Linked DNA regions of Mus musculus: region 2 is linked to region 1. The links are chromatin contacts, called in public Hi-C maps. All regions are on one chromosome and are shown on one strand. The core of a region is the stretch at or near the end of the contact, and the rest is flanking DNA. Distances in the headings are between cores, read along the strand shown. Region 1 overlaps Babam2 (BRISC and BRCA1 A complex member 2). Region 2 overlaps Babam2 (BRISC and BRCA1 A complex member 2).

Region 1 (3,193 bases), core at 33-2,532:
TCCCAGATCTAAGCAAGATAATCACCGTATAGATATAAAACCGAATTCACTGGTGACGCTGCTTTGGTATTTACCTGTTGACACCATCCCTGTTAATATCATTTGCATACACCCTCCACACACTCAAATGCTATATGATTGCTGACTTGTAGAGGGAAGGGAACTTAATATCTTGGTAGGATTATATTTTTAGAGATGGAGAATTATATCCATTAAAAAAAACTTAGCCAAAAATATGGCAAAATCAGAAAATGCTTGCAAGATTTGGGATATTCTAGGGAATTACAGAGATTTCAAGTAAAGACCAAGGATCTCTAATTTGTGAGGAGAATAAAGAGGCAGAGGCAACAGAGAGATGGGTAGACAGCCCTTGTTGGAGGAAAAAGAGAAAATGATTAAAAGTTTTTAAATGTATTCTGAAAAAAATAAAAAATGTATTCCGAATCAAATCTGTACTCCTCCCCCTCCTTGGGCCTTAGACATTGGAATCTGTCCCTATTATTGTTTTTCTCATGGTAAGCCCCTGCTTGATAGTGGTTGTGTTCAGTACATAGCAGAGCTGCAAACCAGCTCTCATTAGTTCTTTCTTTGTACTTGTGCCTAACCCTCTCCTTCTGGAGAAATGCCAGTTTGCCACTAAATTTAAATAAATAAGAACATGTCTCATCAATAGGGGTGGCAAATTTAGCCCCTCTTTAGAGCACTGAGCAATTTATGACCATATGTTAAATACCATAAAACAGCTTTAAAGCTTTGGTCCCTGGCCATTGCCAGATTGTACCGTAGGAGTGCGGCAGCGCTGCGAGGGACTGGGAATCTTTCCTCCGGCCCTTGCAGGCCTCAGCAACTCACTGATGTCACAGCCAAAGGGGCCTGTTTTCAAACATTCCCTTTATAAAGGTGAGAGCCCACAAGATCCCACTTGGCATTTGGGTACCGAGAAAGCAAGACTTCTTTTTAACTCATGAGGGTCAAAATTAGTATGGAAGTGTTGTGTGGGAGATGGAGCAGCTTGTCAGGGTGAGTGTGGGAGGCACGCACGTCAGGAGTAGGCAGTCGATGTCCTTCTCATTCTTGTTCTTGGAGCATGAACTGGGCTTTACATGGTACCAGGCAACCAAATACTGCATTTCTCACTCATTTCCTTCTTGCCAGCTTTCATGGAATTAATATTAATGTTACAACAATTTAAAAATTTCATACTAAGGAGCTGCCAGCTGTAAGGATTCCTTTTCTCCCAGGAGCGTGACTCATTATTTGGTGAACTCCAAATATTAGTTTTTCTTTTTACCATCATCACTGCCTGTGACTCACACATGGCATATCGTGGGCTCATGGCTGAGATCATGTTGGTGCGTGCAGGCAAACATGATTCTTGCTCAGGTGGTTCTGCATGGTCTCAGATGGAGGCTCAACACAGACGGAAGAACAATGGAAGCAGGGCCAGGACCACTAAGTGCAGATAGGCCTGGCAAGGCTCTGGGTAGCATTTCTCTGATGCATCTTCTGGAAAGATAACTGTTCTCTCAGAGAAAGATGATGGAATTTGGTTGTCAAAGGTCCAGGATCCCCAGCCTTCTGGAATGTGTATGTGCCAGCCTCAGGGGTGAAATCTGGCAGTTCGTGTGTGCTCTGTGCTCTGTCCTCCCTGTGTAGACCATTCTGTTTGGTCCTCTATCAGTAGCTGCTTTCCTGTACATGTGAGGCAATTGGCATGTGTCTCTAGGACGTGCAGTTGGGAAGCTCTGTTGTATTCTTCATAAGGCAGGAAACACACTATTGTTTCTTGTTGTTGCTTTCTTCCTTTGAAAGAACAAATTACTTCAAACTTTGGCAAATTATAAAGGCTTTGGATAGGTAGCAGTTTGAAAGAACTCTGCCCATATTGCTGGACTAGGGCAAAAATGCAAGTGATCTTTCTTGTCACCTCTAAGTCTGGCCTTGTTTTCCCATGATGCAGATGTGTGCAGTAGAACATCTGTGAAGAGTGGAAGTCCTCTCCCCAGTGCAGATGAAGTCTTTAGAGGGACAACAGGATTTTGCTTTGCTTAGAGTGTTTGATTTTAAGCTTCAGTCTAATTAATTAGGCCATATTGTTGCCTACTTAATTCTTCTGTTTCTTTCAGCACTCAGAACTTCTGCTCCTGTTACTGGCATCTGTTAAGTCTCTTTACCTGAGTGAATTTCTTGAGTATTTGCCTCACAGTTTTCAAACTATAATGAACACAGAAGTGGTTAAAGTACCCTCTTCACCCTTTAAGATGAGAGAAACATCACTTTAGTCGTTTCTCAGTATCTTGCCATAGTGGATGGGAATTAGAAAAGGGAACATCTAGCTTTCTGTGAGTTGAAAGCTAGATTTTGGCAACTGATTTCTTCCTGTAGACTAGTAATTGCTTTTTTTAATCTTAGTCCACCAAAGAAAAGAACCTGTTTAATAAAGGGGATACCAACTCATGAGCGAGTTACTTTATTTAACATAGCACCCTGAGCTGTCTGTCGTGGCACAGGCTCTTTGTACTCCAGGCTATTCTTTTCATTTCTATGAGAGAGAAGCCTGTCTTTAGCAGGGTCCAGTAGCATATGAAGTGTAACTGTGGTCTTGCATCATAGCTCCTAACAAAGGGAAGAGGAGGGAAGGGGAGGGGAGGGAAGGGAAGGGGAAGGGAAGGGGAAGGGGAAAGGGAAGGAAAGGAAAGGGAAGCTCTGCCCCTCCATGGGGGAAATAGCCCAAAGAAATTGTGCTGAAGGTAGATTTTATATCCACTTTATGGACATTAGACAGCACTGTAGAAACAGCCCAAATCCTGACAGTGCTCTTGGGATGGCATGCAGAGAAGAAACTTACATTCAAGGTTCGGAGGAGTTTGATGCATGAGTTACTTCTAACAAACTAATTCTGCAGACACAGGAATAATATACATTATTACATGACACAAGATCACTGATCACTGAGGCTGTCATGGTGTATGGTAGACATACCCTGTGTATGCAGTAGACAACCAGATACTGTTTTTCAGTGAGCAAAGCAGGGGCACCAAACAACGTGTGGAGGAAAGTCTTAATTGGAAGGGAGATCTTGCAGTATGACAAGATAGCATCTGGTTTTGAAAAGGAACAACCTAGTTTCTGTATTGAAAAAGAGCAATGAAAGTTACTAGGATCAGATTGACAAATTGTATTATCCTGAGTG
Region 2 (3,159 bases), core at 399-2,898, 230 kb after region 1:
AAAGCGGCAGTGACAGGAACCCATACATCTTCTAAGGCTAAGTGCTGACTACAGTTAGCATCCTCAGTGCGTCATCACTCCAGATCCCACCTGTTCCCTTTCATCATGTTTTGTCCTCAACTTTCTCTCTGCAACCTGCTACCAAATATAAGCGCCTCCTTCTGCTTGCCACCGGGCCTCAGGAGGAGGATGGTTGTCAATGGAGAGGTGGAGAAGTGGGTCTGCTGCCATCCTGTCTGGACAGTGGCAGAATGTAGAGAGGGCTTCTGAGAAAACACTACCTGCAGCCCTGGCACTCTGGCTCCGTCCTCCTTCCCTTCAGCATTGTTCAGCTCCTTGACATGAGCGTGGTCTGACCCACTGGGCAGCTGCCAGGAGTTGTGGAGAGGGATCATAAGGGGCTTGAAATGGGAGCAGGGAGGTCAATAGGCAAATAAAATTATATGGATAATTTGGCTCATAAAGGTGGATCAGGACTGCTGAACATCCGCGCTGGAGAACACCAATTGCTTGTTAACTGAGAAGACTAGATGGGTACCTTCTCCTTCTGTGTGCTTGACAGTGTTTCTCATGCTGGGCACCCGTTGGATAGTTGGTCCTCTGGATCTGCAGCAGAACTAGCTACAGATTTGTCTCCTTCGGCTCCAAGAGAATCTCTGGAAGGCGTTTGTATTACCTGGGTGTGCTAATCTGGGACAGAAGGAAGTAGAGGCTCACTGCCTGGTACTACAGACAGCTTATACACATTCTACAGATGATGTTCAAGAAAGGCTAATTCCAACATTAGCCAAAACTGCATGCACGCCAAACCAAAACAACAGCAAAAATACCGACATTCATTTTATGAACTGCTTAATTGCCCATGTTAGTCACAAAGATCAAATCACTGCACGTGCTCCGCCTCTAAGTGCTGTTTTCCATGCTGATGAGCACGAGCCAGCTGTCATTAAACATCAGCCCTAGCACAGTATCCTAAAGATATCAAATGTGACTTCTCAACGTCCCAGTTGGGATTGTGGCATCTTACGTTAGTGCCCGGATGCTTTACTTGTTGGGCACATGTTTTTAGTTAGCTGGCAAAACGTCAGTTGATACAGGCCCATCTGTGTTAACTACAGATTCTCACATGTTGTAAGGGTCCCAGAGCCAGACCTGCACTGCTGCTAGCAACATAGATGGAGCCATTTTGGGTTAGCTTGGTTTCCTAACAGAGCCTAAAGAACCCAGAAACTTGTTCATACTCGCTAGGTAAGTATCTTCCCACTGATCTGGGTCCCCAGCAGTGTCTAAAATGTTTGCAAGCAAATTGCTTCTTTGGTTTATTGGATTTAAGACTTTCACTTCTAATGCATGATGTTTCTCTCGGGACAGGTTAGAAGAAAGTGGGAATCTAGCTTAGTGGTAGACTGTCTACTTAGTACAAGTGATAGTTTGTTAAATAAAAACATGAACCAATGAGTTTAGGCACTGGCATCAATAAGTAAGTAAAAAAAGAACCATGCCTAAGGATGTCAGGACACTGCATGGGCCTCTGTGGATAGCCCAGAGCTCCAGAAACTTAGGAGATTTGACTGGAATGTCATAGGGAAACAAACAGTCCCATGCTAAGTACAAGTTAACAGGAAGACCAACATTTTGTTGCTTCATTTTCCTATAAAGTTCTGGGTTGCTGAGTAAAGCAGAATTCCAATGCTTTGACACACCACCACATTGTTAAGATAGGCAGGATTTGATTATGGGAGAACAAGCCCCCAAAATGGTCATTACACACACACACACACACACACCCTAAGGTCTCCCTTGCTTCCTTCTCAAGGCAATGTGTGGTTGCAATTCCTCCATTTGATGTGGTTCATCCCTCGGTGCCAAACAGGGTAATGTGGGAAAATGATGACACAGCAAAAAATGAGGGTGGCAGTGACCTGCTTAGTAACAAGAGAAATAAAACAGATCTTAGAAATTGAGGCCAAAAATACCTGCTTCTCCACACAATAAGGAGAAAGAAACACAGAGTTTTTCTGTCATAGGAAACGACTAGGCTCTGCCAGCAGCTGGCACCTTATAGACCAAGCAAGGGCAAGCCAGGAAAGCCACAGGCTGGTTGGGGTAGGTGAAAAGGCAGCTGCCTGAGAAAGGGTGTGGGTTCTGTAGATCAAGGGTGTGGAGCGCCAGGGAAGAGAGAAGGGAAGCCAAGGCTGCCTTCCGGCCTAGGCACGGAACATGCTTGCAACATTTTATCATTTCAACACCATGCAGGAGGTGAGGCCTAAAAAAGCGTCACAGTTTAAAAGAAGCAAAAGATGTCCACGCAGGAGTGGGTTCTATTTATTTACAACTTTACGGCTGGACAGCTTTTCTACTGTGTGGTTTGTGACTACCCAAAGTGAAATTTTTTGAGTTTCAAAATTATCTCTTTTTGCACTGAGAAAAGAGCATATATGATTCATCTTAATATTGCCGAGGATCAGTCAGCAGCTAACAGCTAGTATTTTGGGTGGGAGGCAGGCTTCTGTAGGCAGCTTTTTCACCTAACATAGATGTAAAAAACACCAGAATATGCCTCAAGCTTCGTTCGGAATCATATAAATAGCTCGCTCTTGCACAGTTACAATCTAATGCGATCGTAAGAACTCCCACGGTTCATGAAGTGCCTGATGTGCCCCTCACCCAATGCCTAAAGAAGTCGATAGAGGAATGACACTAACTACCCCAGTGGGGTACCAAAGACACCTGACAAAGGGGCCTGCTTTTGTTTCTGCTAACATCCTCATCTTAGGCTTTTGCCTGTGTTTCCTCCTGGATGTTTCTGTTTTGGTTTTTTTTTTTTTTTTTCCAGCCTCTGTAAAACCCTCAAGTCATTCTGAGTCAAGAGACAAGCTATAGGCACTGGGCAGATCCAGCCAGTGGCTGGTAACGTGTGGCCCACCAGCTCTGAATAATCTTTGCATTTTTCTGGTTAGAAAAGCATTTAAAGAATGATGTTTCATAACTTGTAAAAACTGTATGGAATTCAATTTTCTGTAGTCATAAAGTTGCGTTGGTGCATGGCCATGCACATTCATTTACACATCTTCTAAAGCAGCAAGAGCAATATTTATTAACTGACTGTACCAAAAATGTTTACTAACCCCAACACCCTTAAAAATCTTCCTTTCCATA

What was found. Hi-C and Micro-C count contacts between places; a contact is called where the count stands out from the background.
Region 2: a Hi-C map of embryonic fibroblasts shows a contact between it and region 1, with 2.9 times the contacts expected there. The contact joins two enhancer-like sites. A contact is called at or near these places in 1 of 15 datasets of contacts at CTCF or cohesin (the NIH/3T3 cell line), 6 of 484 Hi-C or Micro-C datasets (cerebral cortex, cortical neurons, embryonic fibroblasts and 1 more) and 2 of 115 datasets of contacts at active chromatin or transcription factors (the NIH/3T3 cell line and pancreatic cancer cells).

The regions. Positions count from the first base shown.
Region 1 is chr5:31,749,874-31,753,066 of GRCm38.p6, forward strand. All of the region lies in intron 3 of Babam2 (BRISC and BRCA1 A complex member 2), which reads left to right. Among named protein-coding and RNA genes, the nearest start is that of Babam2, 53 kb to the left of the region's middle. Within about 2 kb of position 1,283, at least 64 of the 459 cell types and tissues checked have an H3K27ac peak or open chromatin away from gene starts, as enhancers often do. A contact at or near this core is called in the NIH/3T3 cell line, embryonic fibroblasts and pancreatic cancer cells, where this site is marked.
Region 2 is chr5:31,982,318-31,985,476 of GRCm38.p6, forward strand. The region is part of intron 7 of Babam2 (BRISC and BRCA1 A complex member 2); the gene reads left to right. Gm52770 (a long non-coding RNA gene) reads right to left here. Exons shown (of 3, transcript XR_003955739.1): 2 at 539-690. Among named protein-coding and RNA genes, the nearest start is that of Gm52770, 15 kb to the right of the region's middle. Within about 2 kb of position 1,649, at least 108 of the 459 cell types and tissues checked have an H3K27ac peak or open chromatin away from gene starts, as enhancers often do. A contact at or near this core is called in the NIH/3T3 cell line, embryonic fibroblasts and pancreatic cancer cells, where this site is marked.